7 separate regions of the Mus musculus genome follow, and regions 2, 3, 4, 5, 6 and 7 are each linked to region 1. The links are chromatin contacts, called in public HiChIP or PLAC-seq and promoter capture Hi-C maps. All regions are on one chromosome and are shown on one strand. Each heading gives the region's core, a stretch centred on a gene start, on an enhancer-like site or on the middle of the called end of the contact. The rest is flanking DNA. Distances are from core to core; before and after follow the strand shown.

Region 1 (3,648 bases), core at 712-3,211:
AAGAGAGACGAGAGTATCAGAGACGAGTACCACCTTGGTGCCCTGGGTTTTCTCAGTCCTTGTCCTGGTCTAGATTATTGCTGAAATCTGAGTCCCCAGCCTCTGAGTCCTGCCTCAGTGAGGCAGAATATAATTGTATTTCTCATTCCCTGGGATTATCCCTCAGCTCCTCTGGTACCCCAATCCCAAGAGCCTACTTCCATGTGAGCATGGACCCTGAGTCTGTACACGGCCTTGTTCCCCAGGGTTTCAACCAGATTTGGTTATTGTAGAGGTGGCTTCGATTGGCAGCCAGCCACCCTGGTGCCTCAGTGCACTGAGAGCACACTGCAGCCTTCTCTACACTACAGCTGTTGCATGTCCGCTGGGAGCCGGGACTGAGCTGGTTCATTTACTGTTTGCTGACTCTGCACACTGGAGCCTCAATTTCCCCACTGCAGCTGCCGCTGTACAGTGCAGGCTTCTTTCAACCATTGTGTGTGTCCTTCAGTCCCCCTTGCCATCCCCAGTAACCGTAGGCTTCCACTTCGTTCCTCCCTCATCCAGCTTCCTGTCCCTTCCCTATCGGGAGCCCCACGAGAGGCATTCTCCCTTCTCCTCATCCCTTGTAAACCCTTAAAACCCCTTGTAAGAGAAGTGAGTCCATTGGCTCAGGATGTAGGTGGCTGGAACTAAGATGTGCAAGGGCAGCCCAACTTGGAGAGACTGTTGGTCAGCAACCCACTCAGCAAACGATTCTATCCAGTATGAACTGAACGGTTAGAAGAGCAGCTCCCCAGACACACTCTCTGGCTCCTCCCCAAGAGCAGGCTGTGGAGGCAGGGCTCCGCCCTGGGAGCCGTGGGAAGGCTATGGCCCCCGCTGGTAAAACTGGGCTAATGATAGCGGGGGAACCGGCGGGGCCAGAGGGGGGTGCTAGGGTAATTAGACCTCTGCCTGGCGGTAGTAGATCCCAAGATGAAAGGGGCTCTGGCGTCACTGGCAGGGTTTTATGTCCACGAATGCAGGTGTGTGTGTGTATGTGTGTGTGTGTGTGTGTGTTGTGTGTTTTGTGTGTGTGGTTGGCGCACGTGCGCGCGCGTGCGCGCGCAAGGGTCCGGAACTGGCATGGAGACCTCTCCTTTGAGAAAAGGAGTCCACCTATTTGCAGCCACTCTGTTGCTTAGATTGGCCCTTGAACCATTTGGATTTTGATGGTATACACAGGAGAGGAAATATCACCTCTGAGAAGCTGGGAGATAAGGGGCTGTAGCGAGTCTTGTCCACCCCCATTCCCCAAGCTTAGTATAGGAGTATATTGTTGGGGAATGGCTGGTGGGCAGTGACTAGAAAGAGCTTCCATGGAGAACAGAGACGTTTGCAAGAGGAGACAGTGGATTCAGCATTAATGTTAGAAACGAGAGAGGAGGCACAATGTGGAACGAGCCTCCAAAACGGCTAGAAATAGGATGGTTGAAGTTAGGAGGATTTCAGAAGTAACCTGTCCAACCTTTGGATTTTGTGCTCTTACCCTGGATGCTGTAATGTGTTCAAGGTCACACAGGGAGTTGTTCGCAAAGAAGGGACCCGAACTCTGAAACTACCCTTAGCGTTTGGTATCTGGACTTCCTCCCGGATTTATAAGGTGCAGTGATCTCCTCGGTCCTTCTCCCCCTACCCCAGGGTGCAAACCAGAACCCCCCTCCCCCAATTCTCCTCGCAAATGAAAGCTATTTTATTTGAAAATGACATCTTTCTCAAAACGTGTCACCGACCGTCGCTCCTGGATGGAGCCGTAGGGGGGGCGGGGGTGAGGTGGGCGAGTCTGAGCCTGGTAGGGGCCAAGGCGGTAGAGGGGCTGCGGGGCGGCCGGCCAGGAGCTGGGGAGCGGCGGGGGGCGAGGGGCGGGGACCGGCGACTGCGAGGCGGCCTGCAGGGAGCAGCCGCGAGCCGGCCGGGCGCGCGGAGCTGGAGCCCCAGCCGGAGCGGGGCGGGGGAGGGAGGAGCCAGAGCGGCCGCCGCCTCTGCCGGAGGAGCCGCGGGGCCGCCACACTCGCCCCCCGCCCCCCCGCGCTCACTCGCACTCACACCCCGGCGCTGGAGGCGGGCGGCCCGGGCCCCACCGGCCCCCCATGGACGCCCCCGGCACGGGGCGCTGAGACCCCCGCGTCGTTGCTCAGCTCGGACCAGCGCGCCAAGCCGAGGTAAGGAGGAGGGAGCAAGGGGGCATTAATATGCAAATGCATCGCGATTGATTATGCAAAGCCGCGGGTCTCTGGCCAGCTTGGAGGCGGGCTGGGGGCGCCCAGGGGGTTCCCGCCGCCGACCTCAGTCTTTTCCGGCGCCCGGGTGACCCTGTCACAGCCCGAGAGCTAGCCACTTACGCCCTGGGGAAAGAAGGTGCTGTTAAGTGGTCGGTGGGCCCCGGGGTTCGCCCAGGGAGATGGCGTCTGGGCCTCCCCTTCGAGGGCCCGCCCCGGCCTCTGTCCGGCCGGTCTGCTGCGCATTCCCGGGTTGGGCCCCGCTGCCTGCCGAGGCTCCCCCGCCCGCCCCGCCGCGGTTTGTTTACGGTGTGCCAGAAGCTTGTCGTGTCCCCCCACCCCCCCAGCCAAAGAGACCGAATGGCCTTTGCAAAGCTGTCTCTAGCTAGGAAGGGCAATGTGGGTGCGGCAGGGTGGAGGGGCTTGCATGGGCTGGAGGAGAGAGAAGCCCCCCTCCCCTCCCCACCTCTCCAGTTGAGCATGGCTTTCTGGTTGCAACACTCCTAATTGCAAAAACGCGGCGGGTGGGGTGGGGTGGGGGGAGTGTGAGCTTGTAGTAGTGGGGGTGTACTTGATGGTCCCTAGATGATTAGGAGAATTGTTGGCCTGTGGTTGGGGAAGAGAGGAAGAAATGGACCCGTGTTCTGTGTGTGTGTGTGTGTGTGTGTGTGTGTGTGTGTGTGTGTCCGCGCGCGCGCGCGTGCATGCTCCCCGTTTCCCTCCCTTGCAACGTGTCTCTGGTGCCCCTTTTCTATCTTGGGCCCTCCCTTGTCCAGTGTGAAAAGAAGGCCTGGGAAGATGTCAGAGGCAATGAAGAGAGCCACCCATTTTAGGGACTGGAGGGGGGAGCACACAGAAGGAAAGCCAGGGAGACGGGAGGCCTGCCCCTGAATGCTGGCTCTGGACCCAGGAGGGGGAGGGGATGAAGGGGGCCATTGTCCAAGATGAAGGGGGAGGCAAAGGTGACATGCAGACAACAGATATGCCTACACAGACAGCTACATGCTCACTCGGGGACATCCAGGCAGATTCAAGGACAGGAGCTGCTGGACACACCCACATGGGGACAAGGGAAGAGGCAGGCCTCCACTGCAGAGTGGAGCTCAAAGGGTGGGACACACCCACGGGAGACCAAGAGCAGGGCGGAGAGACGGCCTATGCACATACCCACGCATAGGATCACAGGGAGATGCTGTCACACAGGGGTAAGAAGGAGTCATTGTCACCCACACCGAGAAAGTCACTATCGAATGCATGCATGCACACATGCACACACACAGCAATTGGACACAGTCGCACAATCATAAAAGACCCTGTCATTCAGAAACACACACATGTTCACATGTGTCCAGTCATGTAGCCGTCATTGCTTGCCATGACGATCACTGTCACTCAAGCAAACAAACAA
Region 2 (3,648 bases), core at 304-2,803, 1.0 Mb before region 1:
CTTCCCGGCCAGGACACTCATTAAGCCCAGGGATTCCATGGAAAAGGGGAATGTGCCCAAGACTAAGAGGCCTGAGAGGACCTCACAAACACATGCGCTCTTCTCTAAGACGTGGAGATCTACGCTGGTGTAGGTGGCTGTCCCTCAATCTCTAGCCAAAGGACCCTCTAGGTCTTCTACCAAAGCAAGAGAAAATGAAGTCTCCCTGACCCTGGGTCCCTGGGTCATTGTTTGGTCTTGTAGACAATTTCAAGTGTTCAGAAAAGTCATGGAGCCTAAAGAATGAAATCCGAAGGAGACCCGACCCGTTATCCTCCCCCCACCCACCCCCATTCTAAACTTGTGGCTGGTGGAGTCAGCACCTCAGGTCTTTTCACTTCCTCTGTTTGCTCTCAGTGTAGGGACTCACAAAGAAACGGTGAGAAGGCAGAGAGCAAGCCACCGAAAGAGAGCAGATCCCAAACAAACAGCACATAAACAGAGCCAACCAGCTAACGTCGGCCACATCCAACTTCTTGGCAGAGGCTGCTGCACCATCCCAAAGCACCCAGGACCCAAAGGACCACTCATCTGAGACAGTAATCACCATTATCACACCCTGGAAAACCATACGAGAAGTCAATGGCTTTGAAACATCACAGAAGAACGAGGAAGATACATTATTTCCATAACCAAGTCTACACTCCCTCGGGCCTTGTGCTCGCACTTATCCTTCATCCATGGGAACACAAGTCAAGTGTCTGTGGTTTGGAGAAGTCTCTGCTTCTCCAGTTGATACGTCTTCATGAAGAAGAAGAAGAAAAAAAGGAAACCCAGAGAGGATGTCCACAGTCAGGGGTAAGGAGGCCTAGAAGATGGGAAACTTTGAGCAGCCATACCACCCAAAGGACCACAAACAGGAACATTCAGGCAAGCCAGTCCCACTTGCCCTGTCAACTGAGCAATGATGTGGTAGCCAGCTATAAGAGACAAGCGGAATAGCCATGCAACAAACACGCTGAGGGTAGAAGCAGCGTCGTTGCAGCACCCAGGCCTTCCCTCGGAAGCTCCGGGGTTGCACGGAGCCAGCATACGGACACAAGAAGCCAGAGGGGCTGGAGCGAAGGGGAAACGACGACGGCATAGCACGGGGACACCAGGCCTCGCGTGGCGAACGGGGAGTGCACGCCCGGCCGGACAGCGTGCACGGGTGGGCGGGCATGCAAGTGGCTCGGCGGAAGGGTTGCAGGCGTCACCCGCGGGGCGAGCGTGGCGAGGCCGGAGGGAGTGGGGGCGCGCACGGGGAAGCTGGTTACCGTGTGGTTCACCCCCCACATCAGGACGCTGAGAATCGGCTCGCTGGCCCGGAATAGCTTCACTTTCTGGCACACGAAATGCTTCTTCTTGGTCTTGGTTTTGCTGGCGCTGAGCGGCGCCACCGCCACCGCCGTGGTGCTGGTGCAGTTGGACGACATGCCCGGGGCGGCGGCGGCGGCGAAAGGGGGGGCGGCGGAGACAGCGCACCAGCGAGCGGCCCCAGGCCTCCCCCGAACCGATCCCCACCCCCGCTGCCTCACCGAGCCATGGTCGCGCCCGTCCCGTTACCTCCCCACCCCGCCCCGGTGGTTCCGTCCGCCCCACGCCCCGCCCTCGCTGCGCCGGCCCGCCCCGCCCCGCCCCGCCCCGGGGAGCAGGCCAGCCTGATCCTCACCCCGCCCCCGGGCGGCACCGCCCACTGGATCCCGGCTCTCCCCTCCCCGTCGGAATGGTACCGCCCGTCCCCGGGCGCTTGCAGCTGCCCCGCCCACTCCTCCTCTCCCGGCCTGAAGGGAACCCAGCCGGCTTCACGCGGGGGAACGAGGAAGACTGGGGATGGACAGCCTCGAGGCACTCGGCAAGAAGGGCTCCCTACTCGGACACCCTCAAGGCCGGGCTTTGACTTTGCCTCCACATGAAGTACTAAAATGGCGGCAGCGCCGCCGCTTCGGGAGGGGAAGAGGGGCCGGCATGAGAAGAAGCTGGAACATACCATCTCCACCCCGGGGGACAGAGGAGTAACGCGGCAAAGGGGAAAGGAAGTCCTGCCTAGAAAACCAGGGACCGCCCCCTCGCTCCACCCAAGCGTGGATCTTCCCACTCCCCTGGGCCGACGGCTCGCTCCACCCGCAAGGTACGCCCCCTTTCCCGGGGGCCAATCAGAGGAGCAGGCCGGGAATCCTAGGTTTTATGAATGGGCCGCGCGCCCACCCACCTGCCGCCTAGCCTCCTCTATCCCGATGGTCAAGTTTAGACACCACTAGCATCTGTAGACGCGTATTGTAATAATCCTTTCATTCTTGCTCCAAGAAATCTCGAATAAACTGCCCATGGTTTATTATGTAATTCCACTTGGTCGAAGGGTCTCTGTATCCGACACAAATCACAGGTCAACACTTGGGATATCAAGACTCAGTACCAGGCACGTGGTAGATCGCTCTACACAGTTACAAAAATAAATGTAGCCTTTATTACCAAGTAATAAAATAAAAGCCATAATTAACTATAACATAGGGCAGAAGGATGAGATGATTAAATGAATAATGTTATATTGTCTGGGGAGAAACTGAGTTTTAAGAATTACAGTGCCAGCCGGTCGTGGTGGCGCATGCCTTTAATCCCAGCACTTGGGAGGCAGAGGCAGGCAGATTTCTGAGTTCAAGGCCAGCCTGGTCTACAGAGTGAGTTCCAGGACAGCCAGGGCTATCTATACTGAGAAACCCTGTCTCAAAAAGTAACAACAACAATAATTACAGTGACTGGAATTTTAGTGCTTAAATCCAAACATATTTTAGGAGAAATTAGGAACTGGTAGAACAACGAAATGGCTTAATATATGAATTAAGAGCACCTCTGAGGGCCAGATGGTCTGTAATCACAGCTCCAGAGACTAAAACAGGAGATCTACAGTTTAAGGTCAGCTACCGCTAGGGTGAATCTGTCGTCTGTTTAAAAAGCACCTAGAAGTTCCCTGGTCAAACAAATGAGGGCTTCTGGTGAAAGAATAGAGAAAGGAATGGCAGTAAAGACATGGGTGTGGCCCCTTGAGTCTTGTCTTAGATTTTTAGTTATTACAGGATAAAGGCAGCTGGAGGATGGGGATGGCCTAACCGCAGCCAGCACTCAGGAGGCTGAGGCAGGAGAGCCACCATCAGGCTGCCCTGGACCAGCAAGGGCCCTGTATCACAGACAAACCACAAAGCAGCAGTGGCAGGAGCAGCAACTGTGTGTGGTCAGAGGAGCTAAAGTGCAGGGTCACCGTCAGCTCCCCGGTCCAATCAAAGCTAGCCTGAGCTACAAGAGACCCTGCCTCAACAAACAAACAAATAAAAATTAGCCAGAAAGCAAAAAGCTTCCCAAGTATTTTCTTTCAGGAGTCATCGGACAACATGGGTCCTGATTCCTGCCCCACTGGGTGCCCACTGTAGGATGCCGAGGAACAGAGGAGGATATGTATGTCCCTTGGCAGGTGTGTCCTTCCTGAAGCCAGTACATACCTATAAATGTAGCCTAACACATTTGTAGAGGACAAAGTCATGTCCAAATGACAAAGAAGGTCAGTATCCCTCTGTTACCAGTAACTACTGTGTTACTTTTCTGACAAGGTCATCCAACAAAATGTTCTCCCAAGGC
Region 3 (3,648 bases), core at 575-3,074, 970 kb before region 1:
AGTTAGGTGGCATAAACCACTAATTCCAACATTCAGGAAGCAGAGGAAAAGGGATTGCTTCATGTTAGAGACTAACTTGGACTACACAGCCAGACTGTAGCTCCAAAACAAAAACAAAAAAATAAAAATACTGACATTCTTTGACATACACATCTCTGGCTCCTGTTATCAACGTGACAAGGAGACAGATTATGTGTGTCTATGCACAGGCACTGTACATATAGGCACACACAATATTATGGACCACAGAAATCCCCCAGATCTGTTTCTAGTGCAACCTGGGAGGCCCTTCTTGCCTTCAGATCACTGAAATCAACACATACTGAAGGCAAAAGTATTGTGGATAGCTCTGGGGCTAGTTATATTTGATGTTAATTCCATTCTCCCGTGAGGGGCCGTGAACAAGGAATGGGTCAACACTCTCTCCTGATTTCATGTTACCCTGCTTCCCACCTTAATAAAGGAGAGCTGATGATTGGGTAGATAAAAGGGAAGGTGGAGCAGAAGGTGGGGAGAGAAAAGTAGAAAATGGGAGAGAGAGAGGATGCAGAAGAGGAGGAGGAAGAAGAAAAGCAGAGCACATGGCCTGGAGAAACTGCAAGTTCTATCTAAGGGGTCTCATAGATATGGAAGTTGGTAGTGTAGCAGTAGATCTGGCCAATCTAGGTGCACAGCATGTATTCATATTAACTGAGTCATGTTTTCATTGACAGGGCATATTTGGGTTGGAGATTTACCAAAACAGGGAGGTGACGTGGGCTGGACCCCTGCATTCCCAGCCATTAGTTGTTTTTGTTTGTTTGTTTATTTGTTTTTTAATGGGTGTGGGGGGGGTGTGCCTGACCTCCTCCATGTGAGGTAGGTATTGTACCAGTAAGCTACATCCTCAGCCACTAACTAGACTGAGGATCAGTTGAGCATAAGAGCTCAAGGACAGCTTGTGATACAGCGAGACTACATCAAAACAAGAAGTAAAAAAAAATTTTAAAAAGTGTTGGGAGAAATGAACTGTCAATGGACAGCCTGAGATCTATGATCCTGTATAAGTAGGATGTCTGCAGAGATGGGGCAATGGCTTCCCTTGGGCTCACAGGTGCAAGCCAGCCTTAACCCGGTGACTGTGACAGCATAGGACAAGGCAATCCCCTTTGGTTCACAAAGCTTATTGGTAGTTTCTGTGGGTTTTGAAGATCCGTAGTGAGGTCACAGCTAAGCGGCCCCTGTGACGTCACAAAGACAAAGAAATCTATTATTTGTCTGTAGAGACTTGGCTTTGCGCCTTATCCTCTGCTCGCAGAAACAAGAAATGAGACTGTAGATGGGTGGGGTTCTGGGTAGAAAGGACCAAATGAGCTCAGCACCAGCACTCCTCTCTCATCCTGCTCCTCTAACTCACCAAAACAGCCGCAGGGTGCGGGCCTCAGCGGTGCACAGCGCCCGGTAGCTCAAGGCCCAGAATTAGAGGGGTGCGAAACCTCGAAGTCCTGGGCCACCAGGACCCAAACCCACAAGCTGACTGCCTGAAGTCGCAGGTGCTCCGGGATGCTCCCACACCTACCTGATCAGTTTTCCGCAAAATGGGCGGAACCACGCGGCTCCGGAAGTACCGACGACTGTGGTGGTCCAGTTGAGGATTATAAGGCGGAATTGCAGACCACAGCTTGGGCCTCATGATGCTGTAGGCCTGGGCCATTGTGCTCACAGCTACCCCATCCAAAACAAAAGATTTTTCGAGTCGCCGAGGACTGTTGTAACAACAAGCCATCCTAACCACCGCAGTCTTCGAGTCTGAGAGCTTTCTGGAGCCTTAGATGGGGACTTCACTGAGCATTGTTACGTCTGTCAATTACCTCCCTGAGACACAAACCCTATTGTTATTTCAGGGTCACCACCACGCCCATCTTATCGTGATGCTGGAACTTAACCCAAGGAAGGCTTTATGCCTGGGCATAGTAGGAAAGCACTCTATACCAAGCTGCTACAACCCGAGTCTTTTGCTTACACTCATTCATACACACACACGTTTTAACATTTCATATGTATATGAGTGCAGGTGTGCCCGAGTGGGAGTTGTGTGGTAACTGAGCCGGCGTAGTGGCAGCGTCCCAAGACAACCAGGGCTATACAAAGCCAAACCAAACCAAACCAACAACAAATGGTAATCGAACAGTTCCTCTACGAAGTAGTGCAGTCCAGCATTTCCAGACTCAACACTCAGACTTAGTAAATTTCCTGGCTGACTTTTCCCCATTTGTCCACATTTTGGCCAAATCTTCTCAGAACCCTCCTAAGTTCAGTCTAAGTAGCTAAGGTTTAGAAGGGTCTCTGCAAACCAGGCATGGTGGGGGCTCACTTGGTTTTTTTGTTTGTTTGAGACAGGGCTTCACTGACTCGCTGGAACTCACTTTGTAGACCAGGCTGGCCTCGAACTCAGAAATCCGCCTCCTGAGTGCTGGGATTAAAGGTGTGCATCACCACTGCCAGGCAAGCCTCAAGTTTTTGATAGCTACAGTGTTGCTATTACAGGCACATGCCACACCTGGTATCAATTCCTTACTCAGTAGTTCCACTTGGATACTTTGTCCAACAGGGCCTCAAAAATGTACTAACTCTGCTGGATTCAAGGAACACAGCTAAGGACTTTTATGTTCATGCCTTTTATCCCAGTACTGGGGAGGTAGAGACCAGCTGGGACTTCCAGGGCAGTTAGAGAAAACTTGTCTTGAAAAAGGCAACACAAGACCCGATAGTCTGCAGTAGAAAAGTTTGACAGGTGTAGGCCTATAGATCCCAGCAGGAGGGGACACAATACTGCCTACTCTTAGAGGACATAGGGCTCAAATGACACCAGTTATAGGGATGACTTCCTCTGGCCAAGGGCTGGTACACATTCCAGCACCCCCACAGCTAAATCCAGCAGAAGCAGGATTTTAAAGTGGGCCAAAGGTGGGTAAACACAGCAAATACTACACATGACCAGGCTGGCCCTGAACGTAGAGATCTGTCTCTAGGTGGTTGGACATCACTACACGGGCGACTCTATACATCATTCTGTGGACATTATTTTCTATTCTTTTTAAAAAGATTTATATGTATACAGTACTCTGCCTGCATAACTACAGGCCAGAAGAGGGCAGCAGATCCCATTACAGATGGTTATGAGCCACGTGGCTGCTGGGAATTAACTCAGGACCTCTGGCAGATCAGCCAGTGCTCTTAACAGCTGAGCCATCTCTCCAGCCCTATTTTTTCATTCTGAAAAAAGTCCACAAGTGTTAAGTACCTTAATCAACCACAGCCATGGAAAGGTGACCTCTGGCTAATGACCAGATGACCTAAACATCTGCACTCAAGCACAGGGCTCCTGTACACAACACTCAAGTGGCCATCCAGGCTTCAACCTTCAAGGTCGTTCTCAAGCACTCACAGAAACACAATGAACACACCACTTTATTTTAGGGACCCAAAACCCAAAGATAATTTACCATATGTGCATGGTTTGCTCTAATATTTATCTGTGTTATGTGTACCTGGTCCCAGCAAAGACCTGAAAAGAATGCGTGTTTTGTTTTTTTTGGTTTTTGGAGACAAGGGTTTCTCTGTGTATTCCTGGCTGTCCTGGAACTCACTCTGTAGATCAGGCTGGCC
Region 4 (3,648 bases), core at 419-2,918, 940 kb before region 1:
TCAGCAGAGAACTGTAATGGGAACTGGGAGGGAATGCATGTGAATATTCCCCTGGGGTCCTGGGATGACACAACCAGATTCCATGTTTAAAATATCACAGCCACACCCTGACACGGGCAGCATGCCTCTGTCTGTCTCTTTTTCCTTTTTTTGGGCAAAACCTAGCTGAGGGGCCGCCCTTGCTTCCCTGTTCACACTTAGAGATTTCTTCCAGACCAGATACCTTAAAGCAGCTAGATACCTGTCCCCTGTTGAGGATTTGAAACTTGATAGCGTTGTGGTAATAATATTCTGGTGATCCTCAAAGAGCGGTCCTTGCGTCCTTGAATGATTTACCTGACAAATCCGCCAAAGAGCTAACTGCCAAGGCCTTCCTCAGCATCTACACAATCGGAAACTGGGGACGTTTTAATGAGCCCCCCCCTCCCCCAGGTCACTCTAGAGCACGCACAAGTTGTGAAAACCACTGCATTCATTTATATTACTTGGCTTTGGGGTCTTGTTCTTTTGCAGTGAAGGGAGCTGACGAGTGCTCCTCCCGGTTTCACGGTCTCGGAGCGCTTTTACTCGGTCCACGTCACCAAGTCACAATGAAACGTGAGGATATAGAATAATAAGGATCATAGAATGAAACGAAAAAGGGAAAGGAAAGCTTAGGTTGGAGAAGGGCTATGTCCGCAAGTTTCCCTTTTTTGATTGACCCTTGACCCTCAACGGACACACACCGTCAACCTGGGGAGTGACCTTGGCTTCCGAACCCAAAGTGTGGAACAATCCAATTCAAATTCACAAGCATACCATGGGCAGAAATCTCCAGGACTCTGGCGCCAATCAAATAAAGTCGTGCAACTTCTGCTTGGTACGAGGCAAAACGAAGGCTTTTCTGCTCAGATTTAAAAGGAGGAGTGGCCTTTATCTTTTTACCTGTTTTAATGACCCAGGGTCGAATCAAGATCATACTTGTATTGAAACGTATTTTTATTGTCATTGAAGAGAGGAAAAGACTCTGAGGGGGCACCCGGATTTGAACCAGGGACCTCTTGATCTGCAGTCAAATGCTCTACCACTGAGCTATACCCCCGCACCGACGCGCAGCTTGAAGCAATCTCTTTTCAGTCTTAAGATGCTGTCGCAGCTGCTACACAGGTAGAATAGGGGCAAGAGAAAAGAATGGAAGAGCAAAGGCGGCCAAGCTGAAAGCAGAGGATGCCTGAATCCGAAGAATCCATGGGAAAGCTGCAGCGCAGAGGGGCGGGGAGGGTGAACGTACGGAGGTGCTGAGTCCAAAGGGAAAGGGACAGGTACCTATGTGGGAGAGGATGTGGGCGGGAAGGGAACTAGCTGGGGGGCGGGGCGGGGCAAGGGGTGGTTTCCCCGCAGGTTGATGCTGGGGACCCACGGGTTTAAGGAAAGTCCCCCAGTCTAGAGAATCTGTACTATCCCCACCATCGTCGGGTGCGTGGGGTTGCCCCCTCTCATGGGAAATCGGGCTCTGCCACACTCGCGTCTGTTTCTCCAGCGCGGGAAGGGCCATGGCCCGGGCCCGTCCTCGGTCGCGGAGCCCAGGGGCACGTGCACCCCGAGAGCTCAGGGGCTCCTGCACTCCCGTCCCGCAGTCCTCCCTGGAACCCGCCCCCACGCAGCCCCACGTCGCCCGGGGAGCGCGCCTGGTCGCGCGCGCCTCTTTCCGCGCCCGAGGCGCGTCCCCGCCCTAGCCAGTGCAGCCCCTCCTCCCCACTGTGTTTATTAGGGGAAGGAGGGCGGAGGCGGAGGCCAGTTCCCCAGTTCCAGTCGCCGTCGCCTGCACAGTTGCAGCCGCCGCCTCCCACCAGCTCGCCCAAGGAAAAGGGAACGCGCGCGAATACGGGCGTCCCCGCCCCAGTCTTTCCCCGGAACCATGAACCCTAACTGTGCCCGGTGCGGCAAGATCGTGTACCCCACGGAGAAGGTGAACTGTCTGGATAAGGTGAGCTCGGGTACCGGGCGCTGCGAGCTAGCCAGTGCTAGTGCAGCTCTCCATCAGGGGAGGAAAGAGGGGCCGGGTCTTTGCGGGCTCTTCCCTGCGCTCCCCAGAGCAGGTAAGGAAGGCGGGAGGCGACTTGGGGTGTGGGGACAGACCCCAGTCTGGAACCTGGGAGGTCCAAGGCGAGGTGGTGAGCAGCCACCGCTGGAGATGGGTGGCCTCTGTGCATCGAGGTTAGGAGGGCTGGAAGGAAGGGCGGAAGAGCACCAGGGAACCGGGTTCCCCGGGTGTGTGCAGGAGGTTAGAGGTGCAGTCCCGCCCCCCGGGCCGGGAGTGAGAGGGGAGACGGCCGCTCCCTTTCCCCGCGGCGGCCAGCGCCAAGTAGGCGGAAGCGCGGGGCGCTGGGGGGAGGGGGCGGCGGGGGCGGGGCGGAGGCTGGGGCCGGCGCTACCCGCCCGGCTTGGGCTGCCGGTAGCCTGGCTTCCTGGCTTGGAAGCTGCGTCGGGTCCTTCGTCCAGCGAGTGTCAATTGTGGTGAAAGGGATTTAGGGGCAGCGCCGGAATCTCACTGCGAGACCCCCTCTTTTTGAACGACCTGCTGGTCCCCTCCTTGCTTTTTTTGTGGTTGGGGAACCCGCAGACCTCCTTCATAGCTTCCCCAACCCCCAATTCAAATTGCAAGCCACTCCGGGTGATCGGCTGCCCAGTCGGAGCTGGGCGGGGTAGGGAGTGGGGAGGACGCTTCTTGGAGATCTGAAATTGTGCTCAGCCTGGAGACCAGCTTAGAGAACAAAGAGCTAACTTTTCAGAGCTGTTTTCTCCGATGGAGGGTGGGATTGGCCGAGTTCTGAGGAAGCAGACGAAAAGGAGTTTTTTAAGAGGAGGGGGGTAGCCTTCTGGAAATCAGCTGGCCCCTAGGGGCTCTTACGCATCCCCCGGCCCAGGCTGGACCCGATCATCTGTTTGCCATTACACTTTTGCAAGGGGGACTGAAGGGTAGATCTGGGTGTTTCCGGTACAGTTTGAGATGGGACCCTTCTGCCTTGTTCTGAACCCCATAAAGTCTAAGACAACCCGTTTCTTCTCTTGTGACCCCCTCTGCAGGGAAGCCTTTTGGCTCCTCATAGATACGTTGTACCTGGCTCTCCAAGCTGGATCTCATTCTCCACGTTTATGGCTGAACTGGACAGAAGCAGGCGCCTCAATGAGGCGATCTAGTTTTGTTGGAAAAGGATACTTTGTTTCTCCGGGCTAGGGTTAGTTCCTTCTTAGGAACCTTTGGACATCCCCCGCACACCCTCCCGGTCCCGGTCAGGAGGTAGGGACTTGTAGTTTTGAAACATTTGAACTTTTTCTTGAGGAAAGAGATGTGGGGCTTGGCTAGGTACCAGGATAGGAGGAGCTTAAGGGAAGGTGATGGCCTGCCCAGTCACTGTACCGGCCTCTGGACTTGTGCTTGGCACTCCTAGATGAAGACACCCCACCCCCAAAAAAGAAACCCTGTCCTTACATGAGGGTCTTTGTCGTCCCTGGGACCAGATATTTTGAGCCCTGCATTTGCGGCATTCTGGGCCAGCAAATGGGCTCCCCTTTTGGTCCCCAGTAATGAATGGTGAGGGGCAATGGATGATGGAAGGATTTGCTAGCTTGGGGGTTGGGAAACTTGATCTTAGTCCCAGGTCTGTG
Region 5 (3,648 bases), core at 496-2,995, 900 kb before region 1:
CTCCTGGGAAGGCATCTGTGCTGAGCAATACAGCACCGCTGGACCCTGACTCCTGGTCGGCAGCCACCTGGCCAGAGGCTTTGTGGAGAGGGGCATTTCCTACCTGGGTTTCACGTGAAAGCATTCTCTGGACTCCCTCCGGAACAGCAGGGAGAGGCAAGGGCTAAGTGTAATCTGAGTGAGCTGAGTGTGGGGAGTGCTCCAGGCAGGGGAAGGACCTAGCAGCGTTCGAGTTTCCCAAGAGCAGCCCAAAAGCCTGTGACCCAGTGTGGCCTTGTCTGCTGGACTCGCCTGCTCAGGAGGGCTCCCCTCTTGAGAGTGGACTAAGTTCCTGTTAGAAAGGGTGTTACTGGCCGGGCGCAGTGGTGCACGACTTTAATCCCAGCACTCGGGAGGCAGAGGCAGGTGGATTTCTGAGTTTGAGGCCAGCCTGGTCTACAAAGTGAGTTCCAGGGCTGCAGGGAAACCCTGTCTCAAAAAACCAAAAAAAAAAAAAAAAAAAAAAAAAAAAAAAAAGAAAAGAAAAAAGAAAGGGGGTTATTAAGATCTCAAGGTCTAGACCCTTCAAAGAAAATATTTGGGGAGAGTCTAAGAATGCCAGACCTTAGAAACTGACCTATAGAAATCCTTTCCTTTTTAATAAACAGTTGGTACACAACACAAAGCAGAAAGAATCAAAATACATCGCAGTGGGTGTGGGTTTTTTTTTTTTAATGTGATTGTTTATGTATGTGTGTGTACACCAAAGGGCATGTGTGGACATCACAGGACAACTAACAGAAAGGAGTCCTTGTCTTTCCACTGTGGGCCCCAGGGATTGAACTCAGGTCCTCAGGTTTGGTGTACAACACCATTACCCCTTGAGCCCTATCATTGAGTTTTTGTAAGATTCGGTCCCTCAGAAGAAACCACATGAAAGCCAGCTGTAATGGCAGTGCTCAGAGGCTGAGAGGTAGAGTCAGGAGAATCCAGTCAAGGGCCAGCCTGGGCTAACTGAGACTCCCTCAAGACAAAATAAAACAACAACAATAATTAATAATAATACAAAAAGAAACAACAAAACCATGCTTGGATTTGCATCTCTAGACACTAGGAGCGGGTGTGAGTGGGTTTTTTGCTGTTTTCTCTGATGACGACACGAGGTAAATTCAGAAGATCCAGAGAAAACAAACGGGGGAAACTGGCACCACAGAAGGGAAGGAGAGACCTCATGTGACACAAATGAGCTTGGGCTCTGAGGATCTCCCAGACCAACAAGGCAAGCCAGCGTCTGGTGGAATGTGAGAGGCTCGCTTTGACTCCTGCCCCCTATTGACAAGTTGTTAAATTTATCACGCAAGCTCCTGACCACCCTTGAGCTCAGGCTTTAAAAGACTTCAGACTGGTTGAAATGACCCCCAGCACAGTGAGAAAACTCAGATCCATGCCCAGGGTCGCCCTACCCCCACCCCTCGCCTCCTGAGACTCACATGAGACCTTCCTCTATGTTCTCTGAACTAGGTAATGGCCCACAAAACTGGCAACAATTTGTCTTCTGAGATAGATTACCAGAGATGTGTGAGAGGGAGAAGGAAAAAGGAAGGCAGAAAAATCCATTCCTAAGGAGTCTGTAGAGATCCTCCGCTCACACCTTCCGGAGCAGCCCACTCAGTGCAGAAACTGTATCTAAATAGAGATAGCGGTTTTTTTGTTTTGTTTTTTTTTTTCCACACAAAGGGGCGGGGCTGGCTTCCTGGGAAGAAATTAAACCTCTCCGGTTTTGCCTGGTCTAAAAGTAGCTGTTCCCTGGTTACCCACCGTGGACTTTGTGATTGGCTGGCCGTGATGGTGGAGGTGGAGAGTAAGTTGCTGATGGGGTTGCAGCATCCCTTAGCTTCAGGTCCCCGGGAGGGGGAGGGAACAGGAAGCGGGAGGGAAGAGGAGCCATTTCTCCGCGCTGACCGACCTCCACGCTTGCAGCTCCCACTTCCCCGGAATCGAGGGGACTCCTCTGCTTGTACTGAGCCATGCTGGATATTTTCATCCTCATGTTCTTTGCCATCATAGGCCTGGTGGTTCTGTCCTACATAATTTACCTTCTCTAGTGGCCTGGCGCTGCAGGGGCTGCGAGGGGAAGGATGGAGCTGAAGGGCCGAGCATCCTGCTTGCTGACGCACCGGTGGAGTTTTGCTTCTGGTCATTATTCGGGTATTGATTAAAAAAAAAAAATGAAAAGAAAGCTTGTTTTTGTATCTATTTGTCATACACATTGACGTAGCATTTCTTGGATCAATGTGAAAAGAATAAGAAAGGCCAGCTTTCTTTGGGAATTGATTTAAAATGTTATTTCTTAAAAATAAACATCACTACAAATAAGTAAATAAATAAATATAAATAAAATGCACTAGGTTTTAGGTAGGATGGGAGGGAGTGTGCTGGGGGGTGGAGGGGGACAGACTATTATTTCCTAATTTCCTTCCAGGTAGATGCAAAACCAAGTTGTCCATTCTCTCCTGACAATGACTACAGTACATCCTTATGTGTGGACAAGGCAGTTTTCAAATCTGCTGGCATAATTGTATTCATTAATTCACTGCTGCGCCATAACTGCATTCATTAGTTCACTAGTGATTAACTCCCACTTGAGAAAAAATAGCAAATGAAACCTACTTGGGGTAAGGGGTGAGGGAGATGCCCACTTTCCCCAGTTGTGTAGAGGAATGGGGAGGATTCTCAGAACTCCTGCTAGTTCCTGACCAGTAGGGGTACCCCTGCTGCAGTTTGCAGCTGACCATTGTTTTTGGGTTTCCCACAGCTCCTGTGTCGGGTCCAGCAAGAGGCCTCTCACCACCAGCAGCAATCCTGAGGCCCAACTGATCTCTTCCAGTGTATCCGGATGTGGCTGACCCTTGGCACGAAGGCATTCTGTGAGGCAGGGGCACTCCTGGGGACATCAGGAGTTAGTCCAAGAATGCCAGCCACTGGCAGCTGCTGCATGCGATTGAGCTGTAGACAGGGACTATTCAGAATATGGAAGATTGGAACAGTGAAGTCAGAGTGGAGACTGCCCAAACATTCATATGGACAGCCTTTCCTTAGGTCTAAATGCAACTGCACACGATGCTAAAATATTCTTTGCTTTCTGCTTCACAAGCAGGCGTTCCCTTGTAACCTCAAGGGCAAACACTGATCAGTAATTTACAGTTTGTACAGCCTGAGGTTGCGTGGTTTCCCTTGACTTACAACCCATCCCCCACCCTCAAAATTCCCGTTATTTGCATTCTTTAAGGTTTATCATTTCTTCCCTCCTTTTCTCATTTGTTCCCAGCTCCTTAGTTGACTAGAGGCGCATGGTTGTAAAGTCCTTATTCTTTGTGCTTACCTATAAAGCATTGAAACAAAATGGCTATATTAATTTAGGAGAAAAACTTTACCCTAAATGGAAGGGTTTGAAAACTTTAAAAAAAATTTTAAACGTTCCTTTATCTTTAAAATAACAAAGCTGTTATTTCCTTGTCCAATTAGGGTTCAAACAAACAAACAAACAAACACACAAACAAACTGTGTTTTAGGATACAGCATGGATCTGACCCCAAATCCGTGTTATCTATTATTCCCTTAAAGACTCTACCATAATTGCTCTGCATTGATTTTCTTTTTTAGGTTAAA
Region 6 (3,648 bases), core at 439-2,938, 740 kb before region 1:
AGCACCCCCAGCGGGGGGGATTCACCTCTACCTCTACTGCGCTCGGGCCCTCCCTCCTCCTCATGTCTTACCAACCTTTCTTTTTTGTTGTTGTTGTTGTTGTTTGTTTGTTTTTGTTTTTCGAGACAGGGTTTCTCTGTGTAGTCCTGGCTGTCCTGGAACTCACTTTGTAGACCAGGCTGGCCTCGAACTCAGAGTGCACCACCACGGCTGGCCCAACCTTTCTTAAAGACAGTTCAGGGTCCATGACTCCCCACTCCATCAGCTTTGGCTGGCTCTCTGTTGCCCACTGAGTTCAAAGCAACTTCCTTATGTGGCCTTTGAGAGCCTCCATAAACAGCCCCTGCGTGCCTACTTCAGCAGTATTTACATCCACTGGTCCTCACTCAGGCCCCGGTCTTAGCCAGATCTCTCACCAGTGCCCGTGCTTCAATGTCTCCTCTGCTTTGAAAGGGAAACACCTGGCAGCCTTTAACTGGGATGCTTGTGGTAAGCAAAGACAAACAGAACCAACCCTTGGAAGCTCACCTCTGGCCTCCACAGACCCACCCAGGCACATATGACACACACCTTCATCCCATTCCTCTTGGTGGACAGAGCTAGAACAACACAGAATTGAAGACATGATCCACACAGTCCATCAGGGCTGATTCCATGTCAGCCCCAGGAAGGGAGCTGGGGTTGGGGCTGGGAGGCTTGACAGGGGCACAGAAGGTATTTGGAGAAATCACCCAGTGTTTGAGGCATGGCTGCCATCTGGTTCCTAGGGGAAGAAAGGCGTCCTGCTTTGTCACCCAGTTGCAGAATTGAAAGTGACATTCGGCAAGCTGGGGGCACACTGAGTGAACAGAACAGAACTGCGGTGGTGGCTGGAGAGGGCTCAGTTAGGAAGGGTTGAGAGTGGCTTTCTGCTCTTCCAGGGGAATAGAGTTTGGTTCCTGGCGTCCATGGAGGTCAGGGGATCCAGCATTCTCTTCTGGCCTCCATGCTGTTTGTGCAAGCGCATGCACACACGCACATGCGCGAGTGCACACACACACACACACACACACACACACACACACACACGTGCACACACACACACACTTCTCTGAGAAGATTTGATTTAGAAGGAAGCCTAGACAGCCACTATGGAAGCTAAAACAAGATTTAGGATATTGGACTGAAACCACAAGCCCATCCTGGGCCAAAGTGGCCTCAGTTTAACCCAGCCTATTTCAGGATAGTGATCCTTGCTGGGGAGTGGTGGCACACGCCTTTAATTCCAGCACTTGGGGTTGAGGCCAGTCTACAGAGTGAGTTCCAGAACTACACAGAGAAACCCTGTCTTGAAAAAAAAAAAAATCCTAGCAACCACATGGTGGCTCACAACCATCTGTAATGGGATCTGATGCTCTCTCCTGGTGCATGTCTGAAGACAGTGACACTGTATTCATATCAATTAAAAAAAAGGGGGGGGACAGTGAACCTTTGGGCTGACCTGGGATCTGTGGCCTGCCCCCCTTCTGTCACAGAGGCAGTATCCACCAGAGTTGGAAGAAGCTAGTCAGAGAAGCAGTGAGGGAAAGGAAATCAGTTAGGAGGGAATCCCCCTGCCTCAGCTTCTGAGTCCCAGAAGTGGTGGCAGCACCAAGCTGGCTGATGTCATGGCTGTTAAAGTCCTCACGTGTCCACACCCACGAGCTTGCTGATCCGGCAGTCTAAGTGGGTAGAGGGCGTGGTTACCTAAAAACAAGACTTCCTCCCCATCTCTACTATCTGTGCCGGCTAGAAATACCTACCTAAGTTCTGAGCAAATGCAGTTGTAGGCAGCTGGTGCAGGAAGAGACGTATTTGGACACCTGCTTCCTCCATCTCAACCCCCTAACCCCTACTCTTTCCAAAATCAGGGTTTCCTGGAGCAGAAGAATTATGAACTTGGGGATCACAGGCAGCACATAATGATATTTGTGGAGGCTGGTAAAGTTGCCCCCCCACACACACACACACCCCGCTGGACTCCTCTAGGGGTCAGTGGCTGCCTTCCTCTATGGCCTGAACTGAGGTTTCCTCCCAGGTGGATATCAGCGGCATCATCTATCTGCAGGGAAGACCGTGTCTAGCCATGACCATTTACAGTCCTTCAGAACAAAACTTAGAAGGCCTGCTGTGACCTGCTCCTGCCAAGCTGCTCTGGCCACCAGCTGTCACCATGTTGTGTTAGTCAGGAGCCACTAGCATGTCATGCATGTCCCCTCTCTCCTCTGCACTAGGAACTTCCTCCCTCTTCTCTGCCTCGGGTTAACTTAACCATGTTCCCAGGTTTCAAGGGAGCTTCACCTCCCTCTCAAAGCCTTCTCTGACCTCTCTGGTTAAGGAACTGGTGTTCCCGGTACTGACTGCTCCCCCACAGCAAGAAACTTGGAGCGCTATCTGTGGTTTCCAGTTTGACTTGTGCCTACCACAGAGGAGATCTTTAATAAATGCTGGCTCCACACCTAAACATAGACGTGAATGATCGATTACCATGCAAAGGTAGTGGGGAGGATGGGAGGCAGAGCAGGGCTCTCAACAACTCTACTATCAGTTCCCCAAGGGACTCTGCCCCTGGGCTGCCCAGATCCCTGTCTGTGATCTGCTGGCTTATCTGGAGGCCATCAGGGGTCCGATGTCAGACTGACCCTTAAACACAAACTATGAACAGAAGCACTCAGGCAGGGGACCCAGATGTTCAAGTCTTCTAGAGCTGTCACCTCAAAAACAAGACCTAGGAAGGCAAGGAAGCTTTGCAGGTGCTGTGTGAGGCAGGACAACAGCTATGAGAGCCCACATCCTGGCAGCTGGTGACGAGGAGGGGCCTGCCACCTGCTTATTTTGTTCTCACATGTCTCAGGGGGCCTGGTCTCTCCAACCTCTTCACACCAGCGGAAAACCTCCCCGGCTCCAAAGCTCTCAGGACCCGTGTGATAGCACATCTGTAACTTTTGCAATCACACTCAGGAGGGTGAGGCAGGAGAGTTGCTATGAGTTTGAGTCCCACCTCAGCTGCATGAGTCCCAGGTCAGTCAAGAGTTACATTGTAAACCTGTCCCAAAATAAAACTTCCTGGCATGCTGGTTCACCCACTGCTGTGATCCCAGCATCTGGGGATGCTGAATAAATCCCAGTGTAGCTGGAGATACATGGTTACCCTTGTCTACTGAGTGTACTGAGTGACACCCTGTCTCGGGAGGAGGTGAACAAATAACCCCCCCCACCACCACCACACACACACACACCAAGCTGGGTGCTAAGTGTGTGGTGTCTTTAATCCCAGCAGTCAAGAGGCAGATCCAGGCAAACCTCTGAGATACAGAGGAGCCGAAGTTCACCCTTCCCTAGTGAGGAGCTGCTAGGGCACAGGGAGGTCAGAGTAGAAAGGGGCAATAAATAAATAAAAACAAAGTATGTGTCTTTAAGATGTGAACTAGTGAGGCTTGAGCCCACCGGCTCAATTAGCAGCACCCACCCCACCCCACCCCACCCCACCCCGCCCCCTTTGCAGGGAAGAAACAGGAGGTATGGCTGGTGTGAGCCTGTGGCTGAATGAGGAACACCTGCAGACAATCCCGAAGCAGCAAAACAAAGTACCATCTCTCCTTGGCCTCAAAGGCGCAGGCGGAGCATTTG
Region 7 (3,648 bases), core at 533-3,032, 690 kb before region 1:
AAGGGTCCGGTCAAGATGGACAGAGAAGAAAGATGGTCGGTAGGAAGTGCTGTGTAGGAGCTTGTGACCCCAGAGAGCCTCAAGACACCGCCCATTTCTGGTTCTCACCACGTATTGCTTGGTCACAGGACCAGGACGGTAACAAACACCAGGGTGGAAGGGAGAAAGGAGGAAGTCTTGTCCTGAAGTCTAGGGAAGGGAGAGGGCTCCCTCCCACAGTATCCTCTCTTCCCATTTCCCGGCGCTCAGATAGCTTCCCACAGAACTTCATGAACATCTAGAAGTTGGGGAGGGGGCAGACTCATTAGGAGTGGGAGGTGGAATGTAAGCGACAGCCTCCCCCACCTCTTTCAGTGCCCGCAGTCTGGGCTCCGCCTGCCTTCATAGGAGAATAATTTATTCATTGTGACTCCCGCAAGAGTAACAATCATAGATAATTAGGGTTAATTATGACATTCATTAATTACGATGACTTCTTCTTTTGATTCTGCCCTCTCTCCTCCCCTCTCCTGGTTCTCCAAGCGGGGGGTGGGGCTGCCTCTGGCTCTGGAACCGCAACACTCCGGGTCCCCGCCCGCCACCGACGGCCCGCGCTGCCGCAGCCCCCAGCGCCGGCTTGAAAGCTGCGCACCCGGGGCCGCAGCCTTTCGGGCCCCCAGCCTAACCGGTCCGCGAGGTGCGTGCCAGGCTGCTGTGGGTCAGAGAGGGACGCCGGAGACACACAGAGGAGCACGTAGGGAAGCAAAGAGAAGCGGAGAGTCTGCACGCTCCGAGGAGACGGTTGTGGCTAGGAATTCAGAGGCAGGAGAGAGGGGGCCCCGGGGAGCCGCAGACAGCGATGTGGCGGCCCCGGGAGGGTGCGCCCCGCACGCACACACGCGCGCGTACACCGGCCCACACCCGCTACACACGGCCACACACGCCCTGCGCCTCCGCTGCGCCGATTCCCTCCAACAAAGCCGAGTTACAACCGCCCAGGAGGGAGCCGGAGCGCGTCGGCGCCTCGCGCGTTCTGGCGGGTCGTGCTCGTGTGATCTGCTCCTTGGGTCCCCTCGTCGCGAACCCTCTCCTCCTTCCCCGGCACGGCGCGCAGCCTTAGGAATCACGCGGGCCCGGTTTAGCTTCCGTAACCCCAAAGGGACCCAGCCACTGTGATCAGCGCTCCAAGTCAGAGATGCCCGGGCGGGGCCAGGCCTCGCACCCCACGACTTACCTTGGTTTCTTGGAGGGTGGAGACGGTCCCTGGGGGGGTATGGGTGGCCGCGTCATCCGGTTCATTCTCCTTCTCGCTCATTTCGGTCATGGTTGGGGTATAAAGGAAGAGAGGGTGCGGAGACCCGACGGCAGGCCCGCTGGGGTCAGGCTGTGAGTGGCGGGCGTCTCTTTGGGACTCTCAAGCCTTTCTCCAGGGGCAGCTCTTCAGTGACCCCAGGAGAAACCCTCCCAGGCAAAGCAGCCCCCTAACCCCAGGCACCAGGGGAGAAAGTTGTCGGTGTGGCAGGGGAGAGGGAGGCAATTACCCCGAGCCGCGGAAGCTGGACGACCCGGGGTGTGAGGACCAAGGGTCTGCAGAGGATGCTGCGCTCCGCGGGAGGAGGAGGGAAGTAGGGATGCGCGGATGTGCAAAGCCAGGGAACGACCGAGCTGTCCGAGTCCGGCCGGCTCCGCCGTCCTCTGCGCCCGCCCCCCATCTCCCTCCCCCTCCCCGCGCCGGCCCCAGCCTTGCACCCGGCGGCCCCTCCGCCCAGTCCTAGCCTCCCAACTTTGATTTAGGAGGTCGCCTGGTCCCTCCCCCTTCCCTCCGCCACTCCCCCGCGCAGCTATGCAAATGAAGGTTCTCAGCTATTGGCTGCGGTGGTGGCTAGGAGGGCCAGCTGGGTGGAGTCTTGGGGGGCTCGACAAGATGGGGAGGGGTTTGGAGGGTAAAGAAGCGGAGGGGTAGTTTTACAATGGAAAGCCCGAAATGGGGGCCGATAGGTGGGGAGACAAAATTGAAGGAGGGCTGGGACAATGATACTAGAGTCTGGAAATGCAAATAATTCGAGGATGCCGCAGAATAGCCGAGAGGAAAATCAAAGTTACAGCGTTCTGATAGTGCACATTGGAAGATGCCGCACCTTGACAGAGAAAAAGACCCGCTCGCCCCATTAACTTGATGCCTTTCTAGAATCTCATCAAATTATACATACCACTACTAGACTTATAGACGCTCCCTGAAGCAGAGAACAGGCTGTTTTGTGTGTGTTTATGATCCGCGTGCTCTTATGTCTGACTGTATGAGAAGCGCACGTGTGAGTTTGGTTGGCAGAGGTTAGCTTCCAGTTCCATTCCTCAGGAGCCATCTACCAAGAAATTTGAGTCTGAGTCTCTCATTGTAAGCCAATTTGGCTAGAGTGGCTGGCCGTGGAGCCCCAGAAATCCTGTCTACTTTCCCAGTGCTGTGGATTTGGCCCTTTTAAATAGAGGCTGGAGATTAAAGTCAGGCCCTTATACTTGAATGATTTTAAACTATCCTAGCGTGCCGGGGCGTGGTGGCACACACCTTTAATCCCAGCACTTGGGAGGCAGAGGCAGGAGGATTTCTGAGTTCAAGGCCAGCCTGGTCTACAGAGTGAGTTCCAGGACAACCAGGGCTACACAGAGAAATCCTGTCTCAAAAAACCAAACCAAACAAAACAACAACAACAACAAAAAACTATCCTAGCAGTCTACATTTTTTATTTTTGAGACAGGGTCTGTCTATGTCTCCCAGGTTGGCCTGGAATGCACTATGTAGCCCAGGCTGGCTTCAAACGCATCATCTTCCTGCTGCAGTCTCCCTAATGTTAAGGTTACAGACTGAAGACACCTTAATGAGTCAAAAGTGAAGCCAAACCAGGCATGGTGGTGCATGCCTATAATACCAGCAACCGAGAGCCAGAGGAAGCCATATCTCTCTGTGAATTTCAGGCCAGTCTCATCTACAAAGTAAGTTCAGACCAGTTAAGATTATAGTGAGATCCTATCTCAAAAGAAAAAATAGCCGGGCGGTGGTGGTGCACGCCTTTAATCCCAGCACTTGGGAGGCAGAGGCAGGTGGATTTCTGAGTTCCAGGCCAGCCTGGTCTACAGAGTGAGTTCCAGGACAGCCAGGGCTACACAGAGAAACCTGTCTTAAAAACTAAAAACAAAAAACCAAAATCAAAAACAAAAAAATAAAAAATAAAAATAAAACAAAACTCAAACTGAAAAAAAGGCTAGGGCAGACAGCTTTTCGTTGTGGATGGAAAATCAGGCAACCATGAGCCTTAGTTTTCCTGTCTGGACTTGAGCAGAAATGGACTTCCATTATCATCCAGGAAGTCTCCAAACCTCTCTAAGTTAGGCTCTTCTAAAATCCTGCAACACCTGAAATATGGTCACCCATAGGCCCTGGTGTTCTCTCCCCACTCAGTCTGAAGGTGCTTCCTCTTATTCCTCTTCCTCTTCTAAAATATCTTTATTCTTATTTTATGTGCATTAGTGTTTTGCCTACATGTGTAGGTGTGAGAGTGTCAGATTCCCTGGAACTGAAGTTACAGACAGTTGTGAGCTGCCACATGGGTGTTGGGAATTGAACCCAGATCCTCTGGAAGAGCAACCAGTGTTCTTAACCACTGAGCCATCTCT

Evidence for each region. Promoter capture Hi-C pulls out the DNA fragments that hold promoters and counts their contacts. HiChIP or PLAC-seq counts read pairs in DNA pulled down with a chosen protein or histone mark.
Region 2: a contact with region 1 is called in a promoter capture Hi-C map of pre-B cells, with 5 times the contacts expected there. The contact joins the promoter of Pip4k2b here to the promoter of Thra in region 1. A contact is called at or near these places in 1 of 39 promoter capture datasets (pre-B cells) and 1 of 115 datasets of contacts at active chromatin or transcription factors (pancreatic cancer cells).
Region 3: a contact with region 1 is called in a promoter capture Hi-C map of liver, with 4 times the contacts expected there. The contact joins the promoter of 1700001P01Rik here to the promoter of Thra in region 1. A contact is called at or near these places in 4 of 39 promoter capture datasets (the C10 cell line, liver and pre-B cells), 1 of 115 datasets of contacts at active chromatin or transcription factors (pancreatic cancer cells) and 1 of 9 other capture datasets (pancreatic islet).
Region 4: a contact with region 1 is called in a promoter capture Hi-C map of pre-B cells, with 3 times the contacts expected there. The contact joins the promoter of Lasp1 here to the promoter of Thra in region 1. A contact is called at or near these places in 6 of 39 promoter capture datasets (the C10 cell line, cranial neural crest, hippocampal neurons and 2 more) and 1 of 115 datasets of contacts at active chromatin or transcription factors (pancreatic cancer cells).
Region 5: a contact with region 1 is called in a FOXA1 HiChIP or PLAC-seq map of pancreatic cancer cells. The contact joins the promoter of B230217C12Rik here to the promoter of Thra in region 1. A contact is called at or near these places in 2 of 39 promoter capture datasets (hippocampal neurons and liver) and 1 of 115 datasets of contacts at active chromatin or transcription factors (pancreatic cancer cells).
Region 6: a promoter capture Hi-C map of pre-B cells shows a contact between it and region 1, with 2.9 times the contacts expected there. The contact joins the enhancer-like site here to the promoter of Thra in region 1. A contact is called at or near these places in 3 of 39 promoter capture datasets (the C10 cell line, hippocampal neurons and pre-B cells) and 1 of 9 other capture datasets (adipose tissue).
Region 7: a contact with region 1 is called in an HNF4G HiChIP or PLAC-seq map of pancreatic cancer cells. The contact joins the promoter of Stac2 here to the promoter of Thra in region 1. A contact is called at or near these places in 1 of 484 Hi-C or Micro-C datasets (embryonic stem cells) and 1 of 115 datasets of contacts at active chromatin or transcription factors (pancreatic cancer cells).

Annotation. Positions count from the first base shown.
Region 1 is chr11:98,739,824-98,743,471 of GRCm38.p6, forward strand. It overlaps Thra (thyroid hormone receptor alpha), which reads left to right and starts at 1,962. Exons shown (of 10, transcript NM_001313983.1): 1 at 1,962-2,183.
Region 2 is chr11:97,743,151-97,746,798 of GRCm38.p6, forward strand. Pip4k2b (phosphatidylinositol-5-phosphate 4-kinase, type II, beta) reads right to left here and starts at 1,554. Exons shown (of 10, transcript NM_054051.1): 1 at 1,296-1,554. The coding sequence starts at 1,454. It overlaps Cwc25 (CWC25 spliceosome-associated protein), which reads right to left. Exons shown (of 10, transcript NM_026186.4): 10 at 2,320-3,648. Mir8102 (microRNA 8102) reads left to right here and starts at 1,747; the gene lies at 1,747-1,885.
Region 3 is chr11:97,774,094-97,777,741 of GRCm38.p6, forward strand. It overlaps 1700001P01Rik (RIKEN cDNA 1700001P01 gene), which reads right to left and starts at 1,825. Exons shown (of 3, transcript NM_028156.2): 1 at 1,559-1,825. The coding sequence starts at 1,765. It overlaps Rpl23 (ribosomal protein L23), which reads right to left. Exons shown (of 5, transcript NM_022891.3): 5 at 3,433-3,648.
Region 4 is chr11:97,797,897-97,801,544 of GRCm38.p6, forward strand. It overlaps Lasp1 (LIM and SH3 protein 1), which reads left to right and starts at 1,669. Exons shown (of 7, transcript NM_010688.5): 1 at 1,669-1,966. The coding sequence starts at 1,898. n-TCgca51 (a tRNA gene) reads right to left here and starts at 1,081; the gene lies at 1,010-1,081.
Region 5 is chr11:97,839,390-97,843,037 of GRCm38.p6, forward strand. B230217C12Rik (RIKEN cDNA B230217C12 gene) reads left to right here and starts at 1,746. Exons shown (of 3, transcript NR_169086.1): 1 at 1,746-1,840; 2 at 2,085-2,187; 3 at 2,795-3,648.
Region 6 is chr11:97,997,758-98,001,405 of GRCm38.p6, forward strand. No RefSeq gene overlaps it. Among named protein-coding and RNA genes, the nearest start is that of Arl5c, 3.4 kb to the left of the region's middle. Within about 2 kb of position 1,689, at least 88 of the 459 cell types and tissues checked have an H3K27ac peak or open chromatin away from gene starts, as enhancers often do. A contact at or near this core is called in pre-B cells, where this site is marked.
Region 7 is chr11:98,051,680-98,055,327 of GRCm38.p6, forward strand. It overlaps Stac2 (SH3 and cysteine rich domain 2), which reads right to left and starts at 1,783. Exons shown (of 11, transcript NM_146028.4): 1 at 1,214-1,783. The coding sequence starts at 1,303.